2 separate regions of the Mus musculus genome follow, and region 2 is linked to region 1. Evidence: chromatin contacts called from public promoter capture Hi-C data. All regions are on one chromosome and are shown on one strand. The core of a region is the stretch at or near the end of the contact, and the rest is flanking DNA. Distances in the headings are between cores, read along the strand shown.

Region 1 (6,736 bases), core at 3,010-5,509:
CAGAGATAGGTGGATCTCTTGAGTTCAAGGCCAGCCTAGTCTACAGAGTAAGTTCTAGAAAATCCAGGCTTACACAGAGAAACTCTGCCTCAAAAAATAAAAATAAAAAAGAAAGAACCAATTAATAAGTGCCACCATTCCAGAAAAGGCAAGACAAAGCAAAAATGTTCAAAGAAATAATGACAAAACAGTTTCCAAGTATAATGAAAACTATAAACCCAGAGTCTAATTACAAAAAAACAAAAAAAAAAAAAACAAAAAAAAACCAAACAAACAAAAAAAAAAACAAGAAAAAGACAAATGAAAACACCAAGAAACCTGTGAGGTGGCCTTTGTCACTATGACATGACACCTGATGACGATGGAAGGGAGAAAGGTTGGTTTGGGCTCTTGTTTTCTTGAGAGTTTCCTGTCAAGGTCAAGCACACAAAAGACCTTGGGTTTGATCTTACACACTGCTAAACAGAGAGGGTGAGGCTCAGTCCAGGTTGCCTGGGTTCACTGCTTTGGGCCGGAGACCAATCAGAGCACCAGAGCTGTAGAAGCTTGTGGTGGAGACAGCTGCTCACCTCCCAGCAGCCAGGAAGCAGGCAGAGGGAGCAAGCGGCATGAGTCTGAGGAAAGATTCACATGCCAAGACTACACCCCTGTGACCTACTTCTGCCAACTAGGCCCCATCTCCAGAAGTTTCCAGCACCTCTCAATAAATACCATTAGATTGTGACCTTATCAAAGGATTAACCGTACACAACATAACAGATTTGGTGGTTCAAACCTCCCACCCAAGAAACATGAGACTAAAGCATGAGGTTCATGATTTCAGGGTGACATACTACAACCCAGTCTCAAAACCAAAAGACAGCTAGCTGGGTGTGATGGCACACACCTTTAATCCTAGCTTTGCAGAGGCAGCAGGAAGATCTCTATAATTTCAAGCCTGATCCTATATAGTGAGTTTCAGGTCAGCTAGAGCTACAAAGTGAAACTGGTCCTTGAAGAAGAAAATGAAGAGGAGGAGGCAGGGCAGAGGGGGAGGAAGAGGAGAAGGAGGAAAAGAAAGAGAAGGAGGAGGAGGTAGAAGAGAAATAGGAGGAAACATTTTTGCACTGTGATATTAGGAAAGATGCCTTGAAGGTAATACAGGAATTGGCAAGACCTAGGCTCAAGAGTATGAAGGTGTAAATTCCCCCAGAAGCCTTTGCTCTGAGAAGAGTGCTAGGATGGCTCCCTTACAGGCTGTTGGGATGGTTGTTTCTCGCTTTGTTGCTATGTTCAGCCATCACAGGCTGTTACAGCCATGGTACAAGTTGGGCCAGCTACTGTCAAAGCTGGCATCACCCATATGACTTGGGTTTTGTAGGCACTAAGAGTTGTTGGGTCATGGAGGCTTCCACCCAAATTTCAAAGGAACATGCTTGTCATTGGCTTGGGTGGCTCCTCATTTATTAGCCCTCCTGACAAATACTGAGGCATTTCCTGCCACAAGACACATTTTGGAATAGAAAAGAAATTGAAGACAAAGATACTCAGCTTTATAAGAAATCTCCAAAATCCATCGTCCCCGTCCCAGCCCACCAAGGACCTAGGGTGTAGCCATTTAGGAAGAGCTGATCACCACAGGGTGACACCATACTTCCAGTCTTAGTGTTGTCAGGAGACTTGTGCTGGGTGTTCCACCGGCCCTTGTCCCATGGGCCCCATGGATCCCTGAGATATACTCATGACAAATCCTTCCCAGGGTGATGATGCACACCGTGTCCAGTCCTGGCCTCAGATGTAGCAGGGGAGGGGAGTTGTGTTAGATGGGCTTGGGTTTCCTTGAAGCTGCAGGGCTTGAATGCCCTCCTATACGTGGAAAGTATTTATTGAGAGCATCAGGCATAGGGGCTGTTAAAGACTATTTTATTAGAATTTATTTTACTTTATTTATTTAGAACTTAATGAAAATAAAGACACAGCATACCAAAACTTATGGGACACAATGAAAGCAGTGGTCAGAGGAAAACTCATAGCTCTAAGTGCCTCCAAAAAAGAAACTGGAGAGAGCTTACACTAGCAGCTTGACAACACACCTGAAAGCTCTAGAACAAAAAGAAGCAAATACACTCAAGAGGAGTAGATGGAAGGAAATAATCAAACTCAGGGATAAAATCAACCAAATAGAAACAAAAAGAACTACACAAAGAATCAAGAATACCAGGAGTTAGTTCTTTGAGAAAATCAACAAGGTAGATAAACCCTTAGCCAGACTAACCAGAGACAGTATCCAAATTAATAAAACCAGAAATGAAAAGGGAGACATAACAATGAAATATATCTTAAAATAATTATTCTGTTTGTTGAATATTAACAGTTGAAAATATTAAAATCATGTTCTACAAGCATCATGGAAATATCACTGATAATTTTTCTCACTGTGCTTGAAATTAGAATTTTCTTAATGTTTAACTTCAAAGAGTTTTTGCTATTTTGAAATTTTAAAAATATACTTACTGATGAAATAATTTCTCTCCTAGAGACACTGATAATCTTTTTAAAGTAAACTTATAGTTAGACAATATACACAGATATATAATATGTTATAAATTCTCTCTCATTATGTCAGGTGGTATCATATAAGGGCTTTGGAATATATTTCTTAATGACTCATTTTTAATATTTTATGCTCTTTTACTATGCTTAATTCCCAAAGAATACTTTGTATGTTTTGGAACAATTTAGCATTCAACATTAGATATAGGATCCTCAGTTATGGATAGTAATAAGTGTTCATTAATGATATTTTTAGGGTATGAAAGGATATGAATATAAAATTGAGCAAATTGTTATGTATTATTTGATGCTCAAAATACTCAATATTATTAATATGTTTGTTGTATAAAATGCATTAAAAAAAAAGCTCACCCTGAGAAAGGCTTGGGGCTACAATGGGATCCTGAATCTATTGGCTTAGACCCATGTCTGCGCTGTCTTCTCTGGTGGATAACCCACAACAACCCCAAAGCCAAGTTAGGGCATTATCCCACAGGAAGTGAAGGATGGTCCCTTTTCTGCTCACTTTCTTGCCCACCAGGCTGGACACGGGTCACTGAGGTCAGGCCCTGCTCCTCAGGAGTACTCCCCACCCTGTGAGGTTGGCACTCTTCCCCTGAGGACACTCTGAGGCCATATCCCTGAACTGAGGCCTACTGCCTGCCAAGGAGGAGGGAAGTCAACCTGGACCCTGTTCAAAGTTGGGGCTGTTCCCAAGACCCTGATCTAAAGGCAACAAGGTTTGGTCTTCAGAAGATCCATCTTGGACTATGAGGGGAGGCAGAATCCCTTCAAGGAGCCACTAGTAAGCCTATGTTTGTGGACAGGCCAGGGAACAGCCTCACCTGAATTCCTCAGCGGGGTGAGTCATGGCTACCTCCAGATCCCAGCTTCCCTTGCAGCTAGGTATGGCCCTGTGGCCAAGCGTAGATTGAGTTGTAGCTAATATAGATAAATGGAAGTTCCCTTTCCAGTCTCCAGAAGTGTTCTGGGGATGCTTCATTCTATGCTAGGGATATGAGGTGATGGCTGAGCTTTGGAAGCCATTCTAGGGCTGTGAAGTTTGAATTCCAGGGTTTGGAGGCTAAGACTTCCTGTGACTGTGTCACTGATAACTTCTCCAGAAACTGGTTGCAGGGTATGGTTGGTGGGTCAGTCAGTTTTTCTTCACTATGACGCAGACCTGAGGTAAACTGTTTGAAGGATGAAGGACTTATTTTGGCTTGCAGCTTTAGAGGTTTTAACCAATGTCAGCTGTTGCCATTCCCATGGAACTAGAGTGTGGCCAGGCATAGTAACAGCAGCAAGGCAGAGGGAAGCAGCTTGCCCTATAACAGACAGGAAGCAGAGAGAGATGAAGAACCCAGGCATAAGACATGGCGAGCCAAGTCCTGCCCCAGAAACCTACATCCTCCAATCAGGCCCCACCTTCCACAGTTTCCACCTCCTCCCATCATGGCTATCATTGCACAATTTGTTAATTAGCTCATGATGCAACTTCAATAAAATTACCAGTCTTCAATATATGAGCCCCTGGAGAAGTTAAGTCAGTTTGAGGCTCTCTTACTTGAGACTTTGGTGTTTGCAGTCAAACTTAATTCCAACATTTGGTTTATGACTGAGGGACCCTCTCTAGGAGCAAGCAGGGTAGATTTTTCTCCAGAGGTGAAAGTTCTCAGCTCCGCCCCCTAGAGACCCGATCTGTCTTGACGTGGGGGTGGGGTGCTCAGAACAAAGAGGAAGTGAATGGAAGGGGGAAGCAGCAGGCCAGAGAGGAGGCAGGTGCCTGCCTGCACAGGCAAAGCCTGCAGACAGTGGCTGGAACCAGGATGGACAAGAAGAAAGAGCACCCAGAGGTAAGTGGTAGCCAGGCTAGAGCCAGACAGAGGGCCTCAAGAGGGGTGTCTGTCTACCTCCCACAGTCCCCTCCTCCCAGCACCCTAGGTCCCACAAGCCACCCAGATTGGCTGGCAGATGTCCACTCCTTGCTTGATCTATGGATCCAGGGTCAATGGGTATCAAAGTCTCCAGCCACTGGGCAGCTTTGTCCTATCCCACGCCTCGGGTCCACAGTTTAGCCCACAGGGCAGGAACCCCAGAACCTTGAGGCTCAGGGGGCTCTAAAGCCCATCCCCCAGCTCACCCCTCTCCTGATATGCCAGTACCAGGGAGTGTTTCCCTCTAGCCAGACAGTCCCACCCCAAGGATTCGAAAGACCCACAGGGACCAAGGATGTGACAGGTCTGCAGATGCTTAGAGCCGCCCTTCATCGTTCTCCTACCCTGACCTCAGAGTAGCTCCCAGTGACCACAAGGAGGTCAGAAGTCTGTGGCCCTTGGAAGTCCCAGATTACGGCTGCTGCATTCTTGCCTTTTTGCCAATCCAACTATTTTAGGGGATGAGAACACTTCTCTCAGAGCAGCTGGGAGAGGTAGGCCAGCAGCTCTTTGAGGGATAGCCCTGCCTGGTAACCCTGGCCCAGAACCTCATGTCTGTGCCCCACTGGACATTATAAGACTGGTCAGAGCCAGAAGCTAGGTTTCTGAAGCTGCCTCGGTCACTTGAGCTGCCTGCTATGGGTAGGGTGGGAGATATATCTAAGAACATGAGCCATGATCTGGATGGAAGTGACCTCCTGACTCCCTTCTTCAAGGAACTCTGGTAAGAGGGTGCTGGGCCTCTGTGGGTGACTCTGGTCCTCTCCCCCGCCCCCATCCTCTCACTGTGGTTTCTAGGCTCCACTTCCCCGTAACTTTGGGCATCGAGGGTAGATAGAGCCCCAGGCCTATCTCCTATAATCCATTCCCTGTGCTAAGGTTAGCCACATGCCTACAGGCTGCTGTCCAAGACAACCCTTAAGGGACAGTGGAATTAGTCTCACCACTCTTGGAGTGATAGCCTGACCCACAGAACTGAAGAAGCCCCCAGATTCCACAACCAACCAACTACAATCATACAGTGCCTTAGGTTCCAAACAGCATTCAGGCTGGGAGGGTGGGAAGTCAGTGCCTTGCTCGTGTCTGTGCCAGGGGTTGGGTGACCCATCTGGGGTGCACAGGGCCTCCTGAATGACTGGCCTGACTCTGTAGTGACTCCACTGAAGGAACATGGTGAGTTCTCCACCCTAACTAGCTGTAGCCTCCTTTGCCGTCCCCAGCCTTGACAGCAGTGCAGGGCCAGGCTTGGCTCTTGGTGGCCCTTTTGCCATGCCCCACTTTACAGCCAGCTGCCTACCATGGGGCCACACTTGGGGGCCAGCTGGGGAAGGGAAGCAGCTGCTCATAGCTAATAAGGAAGGGTGGATGAGGCAGCCCAAGCAGAAACTGCACTTTCAGGCCTGGTTTCACTTGTGGTTGGAATAAGGAACTGAGATTCACATACTCAAGACACCAAATCAGGGGACACTGAGGGAGCCATAGGGTACAAGCAGGACACAGCCCTGGGAAAGGTGTAGGCTCAGCCGGCATGGGTTCCATGCGGGAGGCCATGCCTGAGCTGTGACTGGTGTCTGAAGGCTGGAGAGTGCCTCTGTAGGGACTGCTTAAGGAGGTGACACCATGGAGCTGGGGTTGCTGGTGACACAGACTGTTCTGTACAGATGCGGATACCACTCCAGACAGCAGTGGAGGTCTCTGATTGGCCCTGCTCCACATCTCATGATCCACATAGCGGACTTGGCATGGTAGGTCAGGAGATCCTAAAGGAAGTCTGGCCAGGGACTCAGTCTTCTGAAAACAAGTTTAAGCCCAATTCCTAATCAGAACCACATCCAAACTTTCCTTCTCTCTCTCTCTCTCTCTCTCTCTCTCTCTCTCTCTCTCTCTCTCTCTCTCTCTCTCTCTCTCTCTCTCTCTTTCTTTCTTTCTTTCCTCCTTTCTTTCTTTGTTTCTTTCTTTCTCTTTCTTCTTTCTTTCTTTCTTTCTCTTTCTTCTTTCTTTCTTTCTTTCTTTCTTTCTTTCCTTTTTTAAAGATTTATTTTTTAATTTTATGTATATGAGTACACTGTCACTGTCTTCAGACACACCAGAAGAGGGCATCTGAATCCCATTACAGATGGTTGTGAGCGACCATGTGGTTGCTGGGAATTGAACTCAGGATCTCTGGAAGAGCAGTTGGTGCTCTTAACTGCTGAACCAGCTCTCCAGGCCCCCAAACTTTCTTAATTTCCCAAAGATTAGGTCTGGGGGTTTGATTAGAGGGTACA
Region 2 (6,463 bases), core at 461-2,960, 240 kb after region 1:
GCTGAGTCAGGAGGACTGCAAGCTCAATGCTTGCCTGGGTTACTGATTAAGTTCAAAGCCAGCCTGGACAACTTGTCAAAACCCTAACTCAAAGTAAACCATAAAAAGCTAGGAACATAGAGAGCTCAGTGGCACTGCACTTGCTTAGTATGAGCAAGACCTGGGCTCCAGCTCCATACACACAATACATATAAATATGCAAATACAGTTACATACAGTCCAAGGGAAAGAGATTACAAATACACTAGTCCATAGAGGAAGGCAAAAGCTGGATGGCTCACAATTCTGATCGCAAAACATTAAATGTAAACAAAAGGTCAGGCTGAATGCACTACAGAACCCGGAGCAGACTCACACAGGGGGGCAGACAATGACCTCTGCGGAAGGAACAATGGTAACTCCATGTAAAAAAAAAAAAAGGAATCCTTTCAGCAAACTATGTGTGGAAAATGGTACCTCCGCAGACAAGAAAGGAGCCTCAGCCCGCACATCCCACTTTCCACAAGGCTTAACTCAAAAAATGTGGACTAGGCTTCCACTGACATAGGGATTTGGGAACTGTTTAGTGTGCCAGAGTCCCTGGGCTAGATCCCCAGTCTACAGAAAATAAAAACAAAACTGCGTAAAAGTGTAAACAATAACTTTTAGAAGACAAACGCGGTGACTCAAAGACATCTTAGATTCGTGACAAAGGAAACTCTCAAGAAAGAAAAGGCGACAAATTGGAATGCTTCAAAATGTAAAACCTTTGGTCAAAATAGTAACATTTGCCTCAAGAATCAGATATACAAAGAAAGACTTGGAAGTATAACTCACCTAGAGACTCGACATTCAACGGTTAGGAAACAAACCCTTATTTTAAAAAGATAAGGACTCAGGCGACTGGGCAGAGAATTGAGGCTGGGCACATCTTCTTCATAGCCCTTAGGGCAATGACACCTGTTAGAGTGGCCAACCGGATAAACGGAACCTGCGAGCCTGAAAGCCGTGCCTGTCAGATTTCGGGACCCAGCCCGACGACCTCCGTTGGACCGGACCGCGACGCTTGGACCGGGCAGATCGCGGAGTTTACATCGGCGTACGGGACTCGGAGGGGACCTGGCTGCAGATTCCCGGCCCGGCCCTGCCTCAGTTTCCCTGTCCGACTGCCCACGGTCTGTCACAGGACGACCTACTTCAGTTTCCCCGCCAGCCTCGACTCCTCCCTCGGACCTCGCACACGCAGCCCTGCCCGGCCCCCTCGCCCGAGCTGCAGAACTCACCGTCCAGCGACACGAACTGGCCGACCGCCGACGAGCCGCCGCCGCTGTTCTCCACGAACTGCACCTCGGACACGATGATGTTGTCCTCGAGCACCGAGCCGCAGCCCGTGCACACCGCATCGCCGCGCGCCGCATCCAACTCGATGTCCGTGCCGCCGCAGCCGCGGCAGACGCGGCCCGTCATGGTGGAGCCGCGGGGCCCCACCGGCCCCCCAGCCGCTCAGCAGTCCGCTCTCCGCCCGCGGCCCTCAGCCCGCAAGGCCCGTCGCGCCGCCTCCGTCTGCGCCGCACTCTCGCGAGGCCGCCGGCGCCACGCCTGCCGATTCGTCGCGGCAGATTCGCCCAGCGCGTGCGGGCCGCGCTGCCTGCAACGGCCGCGCCCGCGGGACCGATAAAGGAACTCAAGAATCGTTGGGACGCTGGGACCGAACCGCCGACCTTCCGGGCGGCCGGAAGCAAAGCTCCAAACCTGGAACCCGGAGGCCTCGCGGGCCAAAAGCCAACAACGGGGCGGGACTGGAGGGCGGGCGAGAAGGGCGGGGCGGGGCGGGGCGGGGCGAGGAGCGCAGCCCGGGACCCGACTCGGGCCGTGGGAGGAGCCTAGGAGGAAATGCGGGCTGAGGGAGGAGCCTGGGACAGGGGCGAGGCTTAAAGTGACGGGGCCCGGAGTAGGCCGGTGGGTGGAGCTGGGACGAGTATGGGAGGAGCCTGTAGATGGCGCCGAGGCCACGAAGCTTTCGGTATGCGGAGCCGAAGGAGAGCCGATTGTCTGAGAGAGGAAATCTGGAAACAAAGTAGTGGGATGGGTTTGTGGGCGGTAACTTGTGTGCGGCCAAGGCCCGGCCCGTGGAGCCTGCACTGATTGGCACAATAGGCTTTGGGAGCGTCCTGGGCTGGATGTAGTGGGAGTAACTTGGGGAGTCAGCAAGCCCTAGAGGGCAGGATCAAGGACTGCCGGCGGGGCAGCGTTTAAGAGGGACCTGGAATGTTCTCCCAGACTCTGCTGCAGACACCTCATCCCCCATCCCTCAGTCCCAGGGTGAACAGTCTCTGGGACCACAGTTGGTCACCTCAACGCTGAGTTCTCAGCAGGACTTCCTATTTCCTGGCAGTAACGGGTCTGGGTAGTAGGGTAGTGAGCTCTGGGTAAAGTAGAGCATACACAGAACCCTCTGCATCCGCAGGCGCTGCTCACAATCTCAGCCATACCTGTCAGTCCTTGGGAAGTTTAGCAAATCTTGTGCACTACTACAGGTAAGAAACTCCAAAATTAGACTGCAGGATGCCACAGGAGCTCAAACTAAGAGGGAAGCATTGTAAATATGCAGACTTCTGATCAGCTTGCAAAACCAGCGTTATCAACACAATTTAGAAGAAGAACAAGAACAACAACTTGGAAAAAGCCGATTGTGTTGGTGCACACCTTTAGTCCCAGCACTCCAGAGGTAGGGGCAGGTGAATCTCTGTGAATTAGAGGCCAGCCAGGACTCTGTTTTATACATAGAGTAACCCTGTCACAAACAAACAAACAGAACTTGGGAGGGATCTCCTCAAAACATAGCAAAGGAAGGGTTGGTGAGATTGCTCGTCAAGTAAATGCCAAGCAAATCTGTCTGCCTTGCTTGAGTTCAATCCCAAGAACTCTGGTAAAGGCGGACTGAGAGAATTTACTCCACAAAATTCTCTTTTGACCTCCACACATGTACCCTCTCACCATCATGTGCACAATACATATTAAAGTCAAATGGCAAATGAAGGAATTGAAGGATTTGGAGTGCTGCACAGTTCCTGTGCTCTCGAGTCACCCCAAGGGATCCCAAATCAACATGTCATTGAATGCCTCAAAAGGTCCAGGACAGCCAATGGTATGTCCGGAAAAAAAACAAAAACAAAGCAATACTCCAGAAACCCAGAGTGAAGCACTCACAGGAGCTCCTGGTTCCCTATACAGTTGGTGTCTTTAGGAGATAACCATGGTCAGAGTCCCAAGGTGGAGGACCAGGGTCCTTCAGACCTCCTCACAGATGCCCCTGAGCCTTGTCCCTTCTCAGTGACCCCAATGTACATTGCAGTAAGACAAGTGCTAAGAAGGGAAGAGCAGCAAGTTCTTCAGCCCCTACAGAGGAACCAGGTGGAGCCCTATCTTCTTTGGAGGGCCTGGGGATGCTTCCCTGCCATTCTATCTTGAAAAAGGCTCACCCAATCTGAGTCTTAAAGAGCAAGAATATCTTGCTCTGCAGGGGATAAACATGAAAAGGTGAGCTTATCACTCATGAATGCCATTGTGTAGAGAGAAAACATAGCTCAGAGCTGGGGGTACCCCCAAATGCTTCATCATGGAGAAGTATTAGGCGTACCACAAAGAGAAGAGAGTGCCTGTGTTAAACCCCTTTGCTCTGCACAGATTCTGCTATGGATTCTGCTATACCACTGCTTTACCCAATCCACTCATTAGCCTTGCGTCCTTCCATTCCCAAGTTTGTATGACATAGTCAAGCCCTTGCCACAAAACAGTCCCAGCACACACATTTCCTTGAGTTCAATTCTTTTTCTGTTTCAATAAAACTTGTAGAATATTTGTTTGCTGGGACTACCAGAACAAAGTGCCCCAGACTCAGCGACTTGACTTTGTCTACTCTTGGAGCTGGAGAGATGGCTCAGAGGTTAAGAGCACTGGCTGCTCTTCCAAAAGGTCCTGAGTTCAATTCCCAGCTACAATCATCTATAATGAGATCTGGTGCCCTCTTCTGGCGTGCAGGTATATATGCAGACAGAATACTATATACATGAAAAAGAAATTAAACCTTTTTTTTTTTTTTTTTTTGGTTTTCCTGGACAGGGTTTCTCTGTGTAGCTCTGGCTGTCCTGGAACTCACTCTGTAGACCAGTCTGGCCTCGAACTCAGAAATCTGCCTGCCTCTGCCTCCCAAGTGCTGGGATTAAAGGCATGTGCCACCACTGCCCTGCAAAAATTCTACTTTTGTGATCTAAAGGCTGGAAGTCAAGGTATGAACAAGGTCTTTGCTCCTGAGGCCTTGCCTTCTGCCTCAAAGGGTACTCTGTGTGTGTCTGTCAGTCTGTCTCCTCATCTTCGGTTCTTTTTAAGGACACAGCCATAGGACAGTAGATTAGCACCTTTCCTAATGACCTCCTGCTACCATAATCACCTCTCTAAAGGTCACCTCTTCAAACATGAACAGGGCAGGGGCAGTTCATAGTGAATGCTCAGGTCTTCCAGGAGCCCAGTGAGCCGTAACAAACCAGCTGGAAGTGATGTGCTCGGTGCCTCGGTGGCTCTGTGGCCATCAGTGCACCAGGTGGACCTGTTCCTCAAGCATCCAGCCGGCTTTGGGGCTTAAATATGGCATTAACACTAGGTTGCTGCGGGTGGAGTGATCACCCTGGGTGAATGCACAGGAGTCGCTTCTTGAGGTTTCCAGTGAGAAAGGGAAGCTGCCCCTCAGGTGTCTCCAGTGCATGCCCTGCTACTGCAGTAACCCGTCAGAGTGAGCTGGGAAACATGACATGGGGTGCCTCAGCAGTCCCGGCAACAACATAATTTAAATGAGTTTTCCTACATCCCAAATCCATAGGCGACTTTGTCTGCCTTGTTTTGTGTTCCTTCCATCTTTTTCACTTGATGTCTCTCATTTTCCAAACCTGAACTGTTTTTTGTTTGTTTGTTTGTTTGTTTGTTTTTTGTTTTTTAGCGCTCTCGCCTGTCCCTCCCCAGTTTACCATATCCCTGCCAAATATGTCTTCCCAGTGGCCCTTGCCCACCTGGCACACACACTCCAGGAAAAAAGGAGATGACCTTTCCTGCAGCCTCTTGGCCTGTGGCTGGAGGCTCTTTCAAGCTCCCCGCATTCTTTTTAAAAAGGCTTGGATACTCTTTCACTCCAGAGTCTCTCCCACATTTCTGCTTGCTCCAGGATACAACCTGACACTGAGAGCCCACTCCATCTGGCCTGCGATAATCTGAAAGTCCCCAATTCCTGTTAAATCCCAGGGCTCAGTGTGACCGCATCAAGTAGAGATACTGGCTCAGACCTGTAATCCCAGCAATCGAGAGGATCACGGACTTAAAGCTGCCTCAGCGACATACAGACCTAGGGTCAAACGTATGACCCTATTTCAAGAAGCAGTTAAATTGTTGCTTTCAGAGCAGAAGGATCATTTTCGTTAACAAAATAAAATAACCCTACAGAAAAGCTATCCTTTCACTCACTCTGATGAAACAGGATTGAACACCTGTGTGCTGTCAGGGGTATTGTGTCTTTTATGACTGTCATTGGCTGTTCTCTGTATTAGGACCTTGGTATTTTCCCATATTCTACATATGTGTTTGCATCACTATTTCTACTGTGAGAAACACTAAGGAGCATGGAGCATTATAATTTAAACCCAAAGGTCCCTCGGATTCTTTTGGGGGGGGGCAGACTTGCCTTGAAGTCCCGATATCTTGCCCCTGACTCCCCTGAGTGTTAGAATCAAAGTTGTGTGCCACTCCGTCTGGTCTTCCCTCCTATTCTTAAGCCTAGGTTAAATGTGATCAGTAAGTTAACAGTCATGGTGTCTCATACCTTTAATCTCAGCACTTGGGAGGCAGAAGCAGGCAGATCTCTGTGCATTTGAGGCCAGCCTGGTCTGCACACAATGACTTCCAGAACAGCCAAGAGCACATAGAGAAACCTGTCTCAAAAAAAAAAAAAAAAAAAAAAAAAAAAGACATAAAATAAGGTAAGAGGATGATGCCTGCTCGACAGCTTTAATCCTTGGCTTTTCACACCATCGCCTACCGTGACTGTTCCTGGAGAGCAACACGGAGAGCTCCCTTGCATGTCCAGTGGGTAAATATGTCATGGCTGATCTGTCATTTCCCAGTTATCAGACATACCCCTCCATAAGCTCTCCCTTTGAAATACCACACAAACCTGCAATGCCACAGACTATGTGCAAATGCCCAAGGTAGCTACCAACCAGAAGAGGGCAGCTCTGCCATCCTAAGGTGAAGGATGAGGGAGCCCACACTCCTGAGCAGAGTAACCCAGGAGGTGGCGCCCGCCTCTGGGTGAATTGAGATCATGGGGAGAGCTGCAGGCTGGCCTTTGCTCTGCATTCACCTTCATCACATGGGCAATTGAGGTGGGCATCGTGATTTACAAAGAAAACAAAAGCCTATTTCATTCTTTGTAAATATT

Evidence for each region. Capture Hi-C pulls out chosen DNA fragments and counts their contacts.
Region 2: a contact with region 1 is called in a promoter capture Hi-C map of liver. The contact joins the promoter of Brf1 here to the promoter of Pld4 in region 1. A contact is called at or near these places in 6 of 39 promoter capture datasets (the HPC-7 cell line, cranial neural crest, embryonic stem cells and 3 more), 2 of 484 Hi-C or Micro-C datasets (B cells and the N1E-115 cell line), 1 of 115 datasets of contacts at active chromatin or transcription factors (microglia) and 2 of 9 other capture datasets (adipose tissue and liver).

Annotation. Positions count from the first base shown.
Region 1 is chr12:112,756,396-112,763,131 of GRCm38.p6, forward strand. Pld4 (phospholipase D family, member 4) reads left to right here and starts at 4,260. Exons shown (of 11, transcript NM_178911.4): 1 at 4,260-4,388; 2 at 6,131-6,214. The coding sequence starts at 4,362.
Region 2 is chr12:112,998,911-113,005,373 of GRCm38.p6, forward strand. Brf1 (BRF1, RNA polymerase III transcription initiation factor 90 kDa subunit) reads right to left here and starts at 1,711. Exons shown (of 18, transcript NM_028193.3): 1 at 1,263-1,711. The coding sequence starts at 1,446. 9230104M06Rik (a long non-coding RNA gene) reads left to right here and starts at 1,814. Exons shown (of 3, transcript XR_001780729.2): 1 at 1,814-2,002; 2 at 2,447-2,516; 3 at 5,272-5,571.